Linked DNA regions of Mus musculus: regions 2, 3 and 4 are each linked to region 1. The links are chromatin contacts, called in public promoter capture Hi-C maps. All regions are on one chromosome and are shown on one strand. The core of a region is the stretch at or near the end of the contact, and the rest is flanking DNA. Distances in the headings are between cores, read along the strand shown. Region 1 holds the start of Zfp952 (zinc finger protein 952). Region 2 holds the start of Cyp4f16 (cytochrome P450, family 4, subfamily f, polypeptide 16). Region 3 overlaps Cyp4f37 (cytochrome P450, family 4, subfamily f, polypeptide 37). Region 4 holds the start of Cyp4f15 (cytochrome P450, family 4, subfamily f, polypeptide 15).

Region 1 (2,771 bases), core at 150-2,649:
GGCAGCAGGAAAAGTCAAAAACAGTTTCAACCATTTCAAGGAAAAAAATAAATGGTGCCTTTGTGTCAGGCTGATCATCCCCGACTTTCTTGATGGTCAGAGATTACTATCTACATAGAACAAGTAGTTGAAGGCAAAAACACCAAAGATTTAATATTTCTTCCAAGAACTGTATTCCAATTAAAGACTAATTGACGAACTCTCCTAATTCTTTCTGTTCGGAGAAACCCACCAAGGAAAACCAAATTACAGCTACATGAATCCCTTCCCTCAGGCTTTCCCCCCATTTTTCCATATTTCCACTTTTAACTATTTTGACCAGCATTATTATTCAAAAGAGAGCTCAAAAGCGAGGTTGAAATAGATTTCCAATGGAGAAAAATGCCCTCTACACAACAAGGAGCCTTTGCCTAACATAAATAAAGCCTCGGGTTCAACTGGCCCTACTGTAAGGAGACAGTTGTCTGAATCCACGCATCTCAAGGACAGCTTCACTATCCTGCTGACAGAAACAAACTGAGTCCGTGTTCCCAGGCCCAGGAACCAGCTCCTTTGCCCCTCATCATTTTGAGTTACTCACCAAATGTCCAGGATGAGGCCTGACCACCAAGATTCTGAGAAAAAAGCCTTGAAACCAGGTGGCCCAGGGGAGGCTTCATCACCAATGATTCCTTTACCCCTTTCCTGTGACAAGCCGCAGGAGTCATCAAAATCACATTGGCGACTCCCTTGCCCAACCCCTTATGTCAAAATACGGCTGGACAACGCTACAGCCCACTCACTCCACTCCCCTTTGCTCTGAGGTCTCATCCGAAATATGCTGTGCAATTTTCCTTCCGGGACGGGGTCTATGCTATTGTCCCTGACCGGTCAGGTTTTTCTGCTTAATTAAAATAAAGATCTTGCTTTGCTGGACTCTTGTGCCTGCTTGTGTTTTGTTTTGGGGGGACCCCCAACAGCTGAAAAAAATAAAGAAAACGAAAGAAAAACACACCGTGATCACGGAGGAAAACTACAGCAGGGCAAACGAAAGTGCAAGGGCAGAAAGACCCGCAACAGCGCTCACACACCCTCTGTCGTTCAAAACGCAGTTTGCGTTCAGCATCACCAATCTACCAGCGCTGCAAATTCTGCAGAGGTGTAAGTTCGAGGCATGGACCCACACTGAAAGGACTGGCATGAAACCCGTTTCGTAGTGAAGGGACAGAACTGGACCCTGGTCTCCTGGCAGTGTCACAGATCTGCCATCCTCGAAGCCAGGAGCCCGTGACACACTCACCATTCTCTGCTTTTGATGCATACTGTGTCCTCTCCAAGGAGCCTGAAATTAGAAGAAGTGACAGTAACCGAAGAAGAGTTGACACGACTCTTCCCGCAGCTGCACCGGCTTCAAGATGGTAGCAAGTGAGGAACCCTTCGATTATCTGCGCTTCTTATTGGACAGGGGAATAACAGCGCCGTTGATTGGTGAATAACTCCCCCTGCCTCCTACGAGCTTAATTAAAAAGAAATCAGCCTTTCTGAGTACCGCTGCAGCTAAAATCACAGTTGTCACTCATGACCCTTTTAGCTTGCTCTTCACTAGAACAAACCTGGCGCAACCTGAAGTTTTGTGGCATTTAAGGAAACATTCAGCAGGATTCTTAGTGCATGCGTTTTCCAACTACACACCCTATCCCCTAAAGAACTAATGCTACAGCTTTACAGTGGAGCCTCTAGTGTCAGTACCCCAAGGAGAAAACCCAAGACTTTTCCTTAGGAAGAGTCCCTATGTCAATCTGGGGGCATAGGGAAAAAAAGAGGACCTGACATGCAAGCTCAAGATTTGGGGAGGTTAAGCTAAAGCTTTCGCAAACCTTGTGTTTCAATATACCCGTTTTCTGCCAAGAAAATTAAAACATATCAACAATGAATTCAACTATAAATTGTCTGGAGAAAAATGGAATTGCACACCCGAAGTTTTCTACAAAGGATTCAACAGGTCTGAAAAGCAGCCTTTGGACGTCAGCCAAAAAGGTTTCTTTGCCCAAGGAAATCCTCTATATTCAGGAATGTAAAATGGTCTCAGCCTCCCAGATCAACACTGATTTTGGACCAAGAGCTTCACAGTGGATCTGTTAGGTTCGGGGAGAAGCCAAGAAAATTGATTTCAAAGACAGCAGCTTAAAATGAAAGTTTTATTCTCTGAGTACACAGAGAGGTAGCCAGCTCGGGATCTCTACTGCATACCTGAAGGGAAATAGTATAGCATATTAAAGGATGAAACCACAAGTTCAGGGGGAAGCCGGGTGGGCTGTAGCATTGTCCACTCATATTTTTTTTTAAAGATTTATTTATTACATGTAAGTACATTGTAGCTGTCTTCAGACATTCCAGAAGAGGGCGCCAGATCTCCTTACGGATGGTTGTGAGCCACCATGCGGTTGCTGGGAATTGAACTCAGGATCTTCAGAAGAGCAGTCAGTGCTCTTAACCGCTGAGCCATCTCTCCAGCCCGTCCACTCATATTTTGACACAATGGGTTGAACAAAGGAGTTTCCATTGTGGCTCTGCCCCTGACTGGGAGCAGTCAGTCAGGAAGGTGATGCACATTGGCGACTGGGCCTTATCTGGGGCCACCCAGTTTCAATGTCCTTGAAATCCTGGACATTTGGCCTGTAACTCAAAATGATAAGGGTGCAAAGGGGTGGGCAAGCTGCATGTAATCAGTTAGGTCATGACAGGCAATCAGTGTATAGATTTATGGCGTGTGTACCTTAGTTTCCTTAACA
Region 2 (2,771 bases), core at 195-2,694, 460 kb after region 1:
GAGTGATCTAATCCCAAGATGTGGTTCTGCAACATGGAGCAGCATGGAGCAAGGGGACCTGGTGACCAGGGAAGGGTACTGAGTAGGAAGTGTAGTCATTATGATGAGACCAGAGAGAAAATGGTCATGCTGTGATGTGCCTTTGGAATAAAGTCATTGCTTAGCATGCACAAACCCTAAGCACTTCAGATAATCACTACCAATGTTAAAAAGTGTTCATCCTTGACCTACATTGCATAATGGAGCCCACTAATGCATCTTCAGGACAGAGGGCAAAATGAGGAAGGACAGTGGCCAAGAAGTGGAAGGGAAAAAAACTACAATCTCTCTTCTGCACCCAAACAGTAGGTGGAGGTAAGAAATCGCAGCTGAATCCTACAGGGCAAATAGCAACCCAGAGAGATACAGTCACTGATCTGAAACCAAGAGAGATGAGCCAGGCAGGAGGCAAGACCTTGGACATACTGAAGGAAGATCTCAAATCCAGCAGTGAAACAGAATATACCAGGGATGCCACTACTCTGTGCTATTCGCCATGGGATCCACTGACTATGACACATATCCAGGAACTTGAGGAATCCTCAGTCCTGCTGAGAGTATGGCCCACAGTAGGCTGGTGCCAGGTAAGAGAGAAAGGCTGATGAGCACAACTTGGAAAGAAAGATAAATGAATGTGGGGTTGTGATGAGAATAGGGGCCCAAATAACTTTCTTTGCTTCTCCCTGCTACAGGCTCCAGACCTTTCCTGATGCCTAGGGAACACATACACCCCGGTACCCCCAGCCTATCTGCCGCCATACTCACCATGCCCAAGTGACCTGAAAACCAGTTTTTTTTAGGAGGCTGAGGGAAACAACTGAGGCGGGAGCAGTTCTCATAGAATGAGTAAGTCCAGGCAAGGATTCTGGCCAAAATCCAGGAAGCCACTCCAAGCAGCAGAAGATGCCATGACGAGGTCACCACAGAGCCCAGGTCCAGCCCAGACACACTTAGCCGCAGCATCCTGCTGAGCAGACAGACACAGGAGGAGATTCTGAGGTTTGGAAGAGGAACCTGGAAAACTTCAGAATTTTGAGCATGGGCAGAAACTGGAGAGTAGAGCAGGGAGTAGAGCAGGGAAGGGGATGGAGATACAGGAAGAGACAGAATGAGAGAGAGAGAAGGAGGCAGGGAACACACAGACAAGAGCTGTTGAAGTCTGGGATGGCTCTGCCTGAAGCACAAACGGTTATCCAGGAACCCAGGCTCACTTGTGCCAATTGTCTCCATGGAGCCACCCCAACACTGATAAACTCATCCTGATCAGAGTCAGGACCCTGTCTTGCCTCAGAGCCCAAGTCGGTACCTTATCTCAGGAGCTGCTGGTCCTCTAAGACCTTCTCCCCAGTCCTGTGAAAAGCATTTATCCCCTGCTTCCTAACTTCAGGAAGCTGTGTGGGAGGCTGGGTTAGGCTGGACTGAACCAATCAAATCCCTCCCAGGCTCAGCCACTTCCTCCCTGCCTGGGCATCAGGCCAAAACAAGTTGGGCGGGGCCAGACTGGAGTGGAGGGGAAAGACTCAGGGCAACACACACAGGCAGGTTGCATTTAGGATGCAGCACCTCTGAGTCAAGGGCAAAGGTGACTCTGGGCCCTTCCAAGGGCAACAGTCTGCTGATAAAAGCGTGAAGGAGGAAGTACAGGTGCCAGGATGGTGTTCAGGATGTTCCCTGAGCATCTCCCAGGGATCTCTGCACATCTCACTGGTGGGAGTGCAGCATGCAGAATTCCTCACTGCAGAACTGCAGAACTGCAGACCTGTCTCTGGAATGCCTCTGCTCACCGACTACAGTCTTGCAGCATTCAGTCCTCTCCCTTAGCAGCCCAGCCCCTGGATAGAAACAATTCCAAACTAGACCAGAGAATCCAGCCATGGTCAGACTGAAGAGATAGATGTCCTGGCTGGGAAAATACACCTGGCAACTAAAGGGTCAGAGTTCAGCGGGTTTGTGAGGATGAAAGGAGTCAGACTGAAGTGCTATGAGCACAGGGGTACAGGCAAGAATGAACAAGCCTGCAATGGCTTGTCTTCCCAGGATCAAATGGCGACTTGACCTTAACAGGAGTGTATGCTGTTCAGAAACCCTAGATCGGCAAGTCATGGACTTAGCAATCACTGAACCCTCCCATGGCCATGCTCCCCATTATTAGACAAGTAAAAGGAGCCAACATCACACCAAAGCGCGGACATAAAGAACAATGGGTGGACCAGCTCAAAGGTTGGCAGATAAAAGCAATCTCAAAGTCCTGAAACAGAGTTAAGGGTACTTGATTGGTGGTTGATAGAGCAAGATAAGGGCAGAGGTCAGTGGAGAAGTCCAGACTCGCCAACTCAGGGCTCCCCAAACAAGAAATGAGGGACTATGGAGGCTAGGGGTCCCTAATAGATCAAAATTAAGCAACCTCAAGACTTCCTCCCCAGGGGATTTTTCACAAGGTGTTGTTTCCCTTTCCTCTAGTAAATTTTTCAACTTCACAGGTACTTTTTAAGCATAGGCAAAGTCTACAATTTCACAACTACTTATGACACTGAATTCTAGGGTAATGAACGTCTAAAGGAAACACACAACATTTCTAAAAGAGTCCACACTGGAGAAGACACAAGGAAAGACTGTATGGAACAGAGCAGTATAAGGCCCCCACTTGTCACAGTTGAAGCCATAGCTGTTTCGCTTGACTTAGCATTCTTATTTTTTCTTTTATTTATTTGATTTATGTATAGAGATGTTTT
Region 3 (2,771 bases), core at 186-2,685, 360 kb after region 1:
AGGGCTTGCAGCACAATTGTGAGAAACTAAGTTCAATTCCCAGCATCAATGTTAAAAAAACAAAAACAAAAAAAAAAAAACCCTGGGTGGAATGGCATACACCTGCAACCCTGAGAAGGCAGAGACGGGGTCAGAAGATTCTTGAGGCTTGCTGGCCAGCTAGTTTAGTGGAATCACTGAATTTCAAGTTTGGTTTGAGACCAACTCTGAGTCCAGAAGCTCGGGATGGAAGTATGGCGACAGGGCTGATTTCAAATAAGGCTTCTAAGGTTACTATGGCTGGGCTGAAACACTATGACCAAAGCAACTTCAGGAGGAAAGGGTTTATTTGGCTTACAATTCCACATCACTGTCCATCATGGAAGGAGGTCAGGACAAGAACTCAAACAGGCAGAAGCTGATGCAGAAGCCATGAAAGATTCTACTTACTGTCTTACCCCTCATGGCTTGCTCAGCCTGCTTTCACCAGCCCGAGGATGGCACCAACCACCATGGGCTGGGACCTCCACCATCAATCACTAGTTAAGAAATTACCATAGAGATGGATCTTATGAAGGCCCTGCTGGGACAGACTCCCAGACTAGGTGCGTAAGAGGAACTTCCCTAATTATTTCCCTAATTGTTGATTGGCTAAATGAAGATGGCAGAAGCTAATAGTTGGATGAAAGAGAAGACAAGATTTCCGGGCAGGACAGGAAGAGATGACAGGAGAAGACTGGGAGCTGGACCAGGCGGCAGGCCTGCAAGGAGTTGCAAACAGGTAGGTTTCTCAGGGCACCGATAGCTCATGGCCTCTGCAGTTGTGCCTGAGGAGGGCAAGGACGATGGGACAGGATATTCTTTTATCAGCCTTTGAGTTACCTGGTCAGTTTTAAACTACAAAAGTCTTTAGTGTTTTCCTTTCACAGGGCTAAAGGGAGCTGGGTGAGACCGGAGTGGCCATTGTGGCACCAGGCAAGTAGCAAGCAGAGACCAGGAGAGCTAGCATGGGAGCTGAGTAAGACCAGGGTGGTAGTTGGCAGTCCGCAGAGCCAACCGCAGGGTTGGCTGATCGTTGGAGCATGAGTGGTGGCTGTGGTCGAACGCAGGAGGGACTGCGTTGAGCAGCTTGGCAAGGCCAGCTGGAAAAGTGGGCTGCGGTGTGAGAGAGCAATGGCCAGCACCATGGCGGCTAGCCGGACCAAGCATGGGTTTCCTAAGTAGAGCTAGCTGCGGTGTGATCTCAGAGTTAAGTCGTGAGGGGCAAGGGGAAACGTGCTTTATAAAATTACCTGGGAGGAGCAGAGATAAGCCGAGCTATGGGAAGAGGCTCAGAGCAATGGACTACTGGGAAAGGGTACCCTCCAACCTGCTAGGCTGACTGCACCCACACTCCTGTAAGTAACCCCATAAAGCACATTGGTTTGCAAAGTTGGACTTTGGTGGTGTCATTATTTTGATTTGTCATCGTTTCCCTGTCTGGTTTCTTCATATCCTCCCAGGAATTATGTCACAGAGTGTTTACCACTGACCAAAGTGACAATCACACCAAAGTCCAACTCAGTAAATCAGCAATTTTTTATTGGGGTTACTTGCCAGGGTATTGGTGAGGGCTTACAGAAACAGGGGTAGCTCAAAAAAGTCCACCCATCACAAAAGGGCAACAATGCAGGAAAACTTTAACCCTGAGCTCACTCAGTCTCCTCCCGAATAGTTGTTTGTTTCTTCTATAAAACTCGAGAAGGGGCTTCAAGAGTCTGGTGAGCCAAGCAGCAGTGTCCCAAGCCTTTACTAATAGCACTCAGAAGGCAGAGGCAAGTGGGTCTCTGTGAGTTGGAGGTCTACAAGGCAAGTTCCAGGATAAGCAGAGCAACCCTGTCTAGAAACAAACAAACAAGCAAAAACAAATCTGGCTCGGTACATAAGATGCTATTTGCCTACTGGGCCTCATAAACCTTCCCTCTTCCTCCTGGACTGAACGTGTCAAATAGGAGAAAACTGCCTTAGAACATCAGGCAGAACGGGAGGGGAAAGACAGTGATCCTTGCAGGGGCAGAATGTTAGAGACCACTCCAACCTCCATCTACCTAGCCTCGCTGCCACCTCTGTCCTGTCATCAAGGGCATCAGGTGTCAGGTCTTAGAACTTTCAGAAAAGAGGTATGTGTTCCTCCTGGAATCCCGCAGCAGTTCATTATACTAAACCTGGGAAAACTAGTATTTTCAAAGCCTGCTGTTCCCAAACTGTCCTGCAAAGGGAGCATTCTCCATGGTCAGGAGACCAACAGATGACTGTAGCCAGTCAGAAACAGGCCTAGCTGTGTTTTTAAGAATTACACAGGCATCTGTTGTGATCTGTGGAATGCAAAGACCTACACTTCCCCACCCCCTGCAGCCATCCGTTGTCACGATCCTAGGCAGAAGCAAAGGGAAAGGGAGAATATCTGCACAGGGTCCCCAAGACTTATTTGCTTCAGAGGGACAAAGGACAGGAAATAGGAAACAAAGACAAGGGGTAAAGGACAGGGGAGAAGGGGTGGGAAACACAAGAGATGGGAGAAGGTTGTTTGTCCCAGAATGGGACAAAGGACTTCTGGATAGAGAGGAGACCAATGTAGCCCATAGGCAAATGGCAGTTTATAAAGGTAAATTAAGAAACCAGGTATTAGGATGGAGTGTTTAATTAGACATGCTAATTAGAGGAAACAAAGAGGGCTTTTGATTGCTGTACTTCAATAGTGTGATAGCTGCACTTTGGTAGTCAGCCTCAAGAGGAGGAAGTGACCAAGTAAG
Region 4 (2,771 bases), core at 177-2,676, 310 kb after region 1:
CAGTGTTTTATCACAGCAACAGAATGAAAACAAAACTTGGATAGGTCTGCAGTTCCAACTGTGCAAAAGGTCTGCAGAGCAGGGACTAGTCAACTCCAGGACAAGAGGGGACCACTAATTCTCTAGGAGGGCAGAAACTCCTACCTGTGAGGCCCCATGCTCTCACCAAACATCACCCTGCGTATGATGTCACTGATGTGTACAGATGTTGTGAGCTTCGGTGTTTGCAAGTGAAGCAACTGAGACCGAGTCACCCAAAGGCAAGAACAGACTTGGTCAAAATCTAAGGCACGGGGTCAAGGAATGCTTACGGGAGGGTGAAGAGACAACTCTTATCTCAGTTGGGCAACAGGACTCAATGGTCCATCTTAGGGAAGAACTGACAGCTTTTAAGTAAAAAGTGCTTCAGGAACAAGAGGCAGGAAGACAACCCATAACTCTCCTGCTTCATGGGTGGTAGGAGAGGAATACCAGAGATTACCCCCAGGCAAACATGGAAACCCTGATATGGATTGACAGAAAAATGGCATTGACGTTGGACAGAGCTTCCCAAGAGGCCTCAAGTCCAGCAGACAATGAGGGAACCCCAGGGGTCCTCACTCTGTATTGTCTACCTTGGAAGTGTCCACCAGTGTAAGAAAGATGGACTAGAAATTAATCCAGAGCAAAGTAGGGGTGGAGGCAGGGACATGAGAAAAGCTAGTGAAGGATGCTGGAGGACTTCAGACCCATCCCCTGAGGTCCATTCCTGGTCCATTCTCTCCAAAATACAAGACCCACAATATATTGCTGCACTCACCATGCCTAGGTGACCCAAGAACCAATTCCATTTGGGGGGTTGAGGGAAATCACAAAGATGATGATATGTTCTGTAGAAGATATAGGTCTGAGTCAGGACACGGGCCAAGAGCCAGGAAGCTCCGATCAGCAGCAAAAGCAGCCATGGTGAGGATGCCTCCAGCCTCAGTCCCAGCCAAGACAGGTCCAACTGTGGCATCCTGTGGGGCAAATGGACAGACAGTGAGACTGGGAGGTTGGAAGAAGGTTGGGGCCATCAGGCATAATGGACCAGGGATATGAATAATGAAGGCTGTTTGTAGGAGGAGAGATCCATGGGGTGGAAATAGGCAGTAATATGGAGGAAGAGGAGGTGGAGGTAGAGGAGGAGGAGGAGGAGGGAGAGAGGGAGAGAGGGAGAGAGGGAGAGACCCAAAATTCCTGAATGAAACTGCCAGGAGATGTTACCTGAAAAACCCCATGTCTGAAGCCAACAGGATCACTCTGACTTTTTGGCTTCAGATAGCTGGTTATCTAGAAATAAGCAGCCAGGTTCAGGCTTAGAGTTCTCTTTAACCTACTCTTAGCCAGGCACCTTCTCTCAGGAACAGTGAGTTTCCCACGGTTCTCCTTCCTTTAGAGTTTCTTTGTTCCTGGCTTCTGCTCTGAAGGAGGCTGAGCTCAGTTGTGTCAGCCAATCCTTCACAGGCCCAACTGCCTCCTCCCCTCTGGGGCAGAAGGCCAAAAGGAGGGGGTTGGGTCAGCAGGGTACAGAGTGAAATCAATTCAGGGTCACAGCATGAACACCAGAGCCTTAGAACTTGTTCCCTCTCACATCATGGGGGAGGGCGGGGGGTGGGGGGGTGGGATGGAGGATGGGCATGGGGATGGAGGTTGAGGGCAGGAGAGATTTGGGAGCAAAACTCTGAGGTTAGCAGAGGTAAGTCTGAGTCTAACATCCACAGCCAAGTAGGGGTATCCCTACGCGTCAGAGACTCGTCAGAGACGACAGTGTATCTAGCAAAATCATTAACAGGAATTCTCCTGCTAGGAGAATGCAACCAGGCCAGGCTTGGTCACAGACCATCTCCCAAAGTCCTCTGCACTGGACTGCACTCACAGCATGTACCTTTTTTTTTTTTTAAATACACAATATTTTATTAATTTGTTGTTGAGAATTTTATGCATAAAATGTGTTTTGATCAGACTTGCCTCCTACTCTCCCGCTTAATTCCTTCCAGATTGGCTCCTTACCCACACCCCTCCCTTTTTTTTTTTTTTAAATAACTTACTGATTCAAATAGGTGTAGTGCCTATCAGGGACAAAAGGCTTACCAGTGATCAGACCCTCAGAGAAAGCTGACTCTCCCACCACCATCAGCTGCCAATAACTCCTCAACTAGGGGCTAGGGCTCACCATCCCTTCCCCAGTGCTGGAATGTTGGTTATCTTGAGCTTGGTGTTATCTTGGGTTCACTGCAGCGTCTGTGAGCTCACTAGAGCAGAGGTCCTACCATACCCAGAAGGCATTGTTTGGTCCTATTCTTCTAGACTTCTGGCTCTTACAGTCATTTCGCTCCAACTTCCACAAAAATCCTTGAATCTTGTGGGGCCCATGTGGGCGTGGTATAGTTTCACTTAGAGACAAGTTCTGCTCACTGCACAAAGAAACTTCTCTCATGGGGTCTGAGACCTGCATGTAGCCTTTCATGGCACAAAACTGGGAGGTCCAGGATGCCTCTGCCTACCAGCTACACAGTCAGGCAAAATTCAAATGCTGCTCTGAAGCAGCTCAGGGTCTGGAGAGAGCCACTACTCTCTGGAGCAGCAAAAAGGAGTACAGCCCAATGACCAAGTCCCCAGGTCAGATGCCAGGAGTCAGCAGCTCAGCTGGGAGAACATAACTTAGGTTGACCTATATGTGAACTGAGACATGGTGAGAGGGAGGAGACATGTGATGTTGAGGTGGAGAGCAGCCCTGAGCAGACAGGTAC

Evidence for each region. Promoter capture Hi-C pulls out the DNA fragments that hold promoters and counts their contacts.
Region 2: a contact with region 1 is called in a promoter capture Hi-C map of stem cell-derived epiblast-like cells, with 3 times the contacts expected there. The contact joins the promoter of Cyp4f16 here to the promoter of Zfp952 in region 1. A contact is called at or near these places in 16 of 39 promoter capture datasets (the 3T3-L1 cell line, 3T3-L1-derived adipocytes, the C10 cell line and 9 more), 2 of 15 datasets of contacts at CTCF or cohesin (embryonic stem cells and stem cell-derived epiblast-like cells), 5 of 484 Hi-C or Micro-C datasets (differentiating embryonic stem cells and embryonic stem cells), 8 of 115 datasets of contacts at active chromatin or transcription factors (the 230-238 cell line, embryonic stem cells, large pre-B cells and 2 more) and 2 of 9 other capture datasets (embryonic stem cells and macrophages).
Region 3: a contact with region 1 is called in a promoter capture Hi-C map of liver, with 3 times the contacts expected there. The contact joins the enhancer-like site here to the promoter of Zfp952 in region 1. A contact is called at or near these places in 14 of 39 promoter capture datasets (the 3T3-L1 cell line, the HPC-7 cell line, HPC-7-derived erythroid cells and 6 more), 2 of 15 datasets of contacts at CTCF or cohesin (the NIH/3T3 cell line and stem cell-derived epiblast-like cells), 6 of 484 Hi-C or Micro-C datasets (all in embryonic stem cells), 8 of 115 datasets of contacts at active chromatin or transcription factors (the 230-238 cell line, embryonic forebrain, embryonic hindbrain and 2 more) and 1 of 9 other capture datasets (embryonic stem cells).
Region 4: a promoter capture Hi-C map of embryonic stem cells shows a contact between it and region 1, with 2.9 times the contacts expected there. The contact joins the promoter of Cyp4f15 here to the promoter of Zfp952 in region 1. A contact is called at or near these places in 8 of 39 promoter capture datasets (the HPC-7 cell line, embryonic stem cells, hippocampal neurons and 1 more), 3 of 115 datasets of contacts at active chromatin or transcription factors (bone marrow-derived macrophages and embryonic stem cells) and 2 of 9 other capture datasets (adipose tissue and embryonic stem cells).

Annotation. Positions count from the first base shown.
Region 1 is chr17:32,991,767-32,994,537 of GRCm38.p6, reverse strand. It overlaps Zfp952 (zinc finger protein 952), which reads right to left and starts at 1,399. Exons shown (of 4, transcript NM_001045559.1): 1 at 1,280-1,399. The coding sequence starts at 1,300.
Region 2 is chr17:32,535,230-32,538,000 of GRCm38.p6, reverse strand. Cyp4f16 (cytochrome P450, family 4, subfamily f, polypeptide 16) reads right to left here and starts at 1,444. Exons shown (of 13, transcript NM_024442.2): 1 at 1,346-1,444; 2 at 805-1,003. The coding sequence starts at 1,002.
Region 3 is chr17:32,636,060-32,638,830 of GRCm38.p6, reverse strand. It overlaps Cyp4f37 (cytochrome P450, family 4, subfamily f, polypeptide 37), which reads right to left. Exons shown (of 13, transcript NM_001100187.1): 13 at 2,647-2,771. Among named protein-coding and RNA genes, the nearest start is that of Cyp4f37, 16 kb to the right of the region's middle. Within about 2 kb of position 1,435, at least 7 of the 459 cell types and tissues checked have an H3K27ac peak or open chromatin away from gene starts, as enhancers often do. A contact at or near this core is called in liver, where this site is marked.
Region 4 is chr17:32,684,286-32,687,056 of GRCm38.p6, reverse strand. It overlaps Cyp4f15 (cytochrome P450, family 4, subfamily f, polypeptide 15), which reads right to left and starts at 1,426. Exons shown (of 13, transcript NM_001346538.1): 1 at 1,246-1,426; 2 at 800-998. The coding sequence starts at 1,259.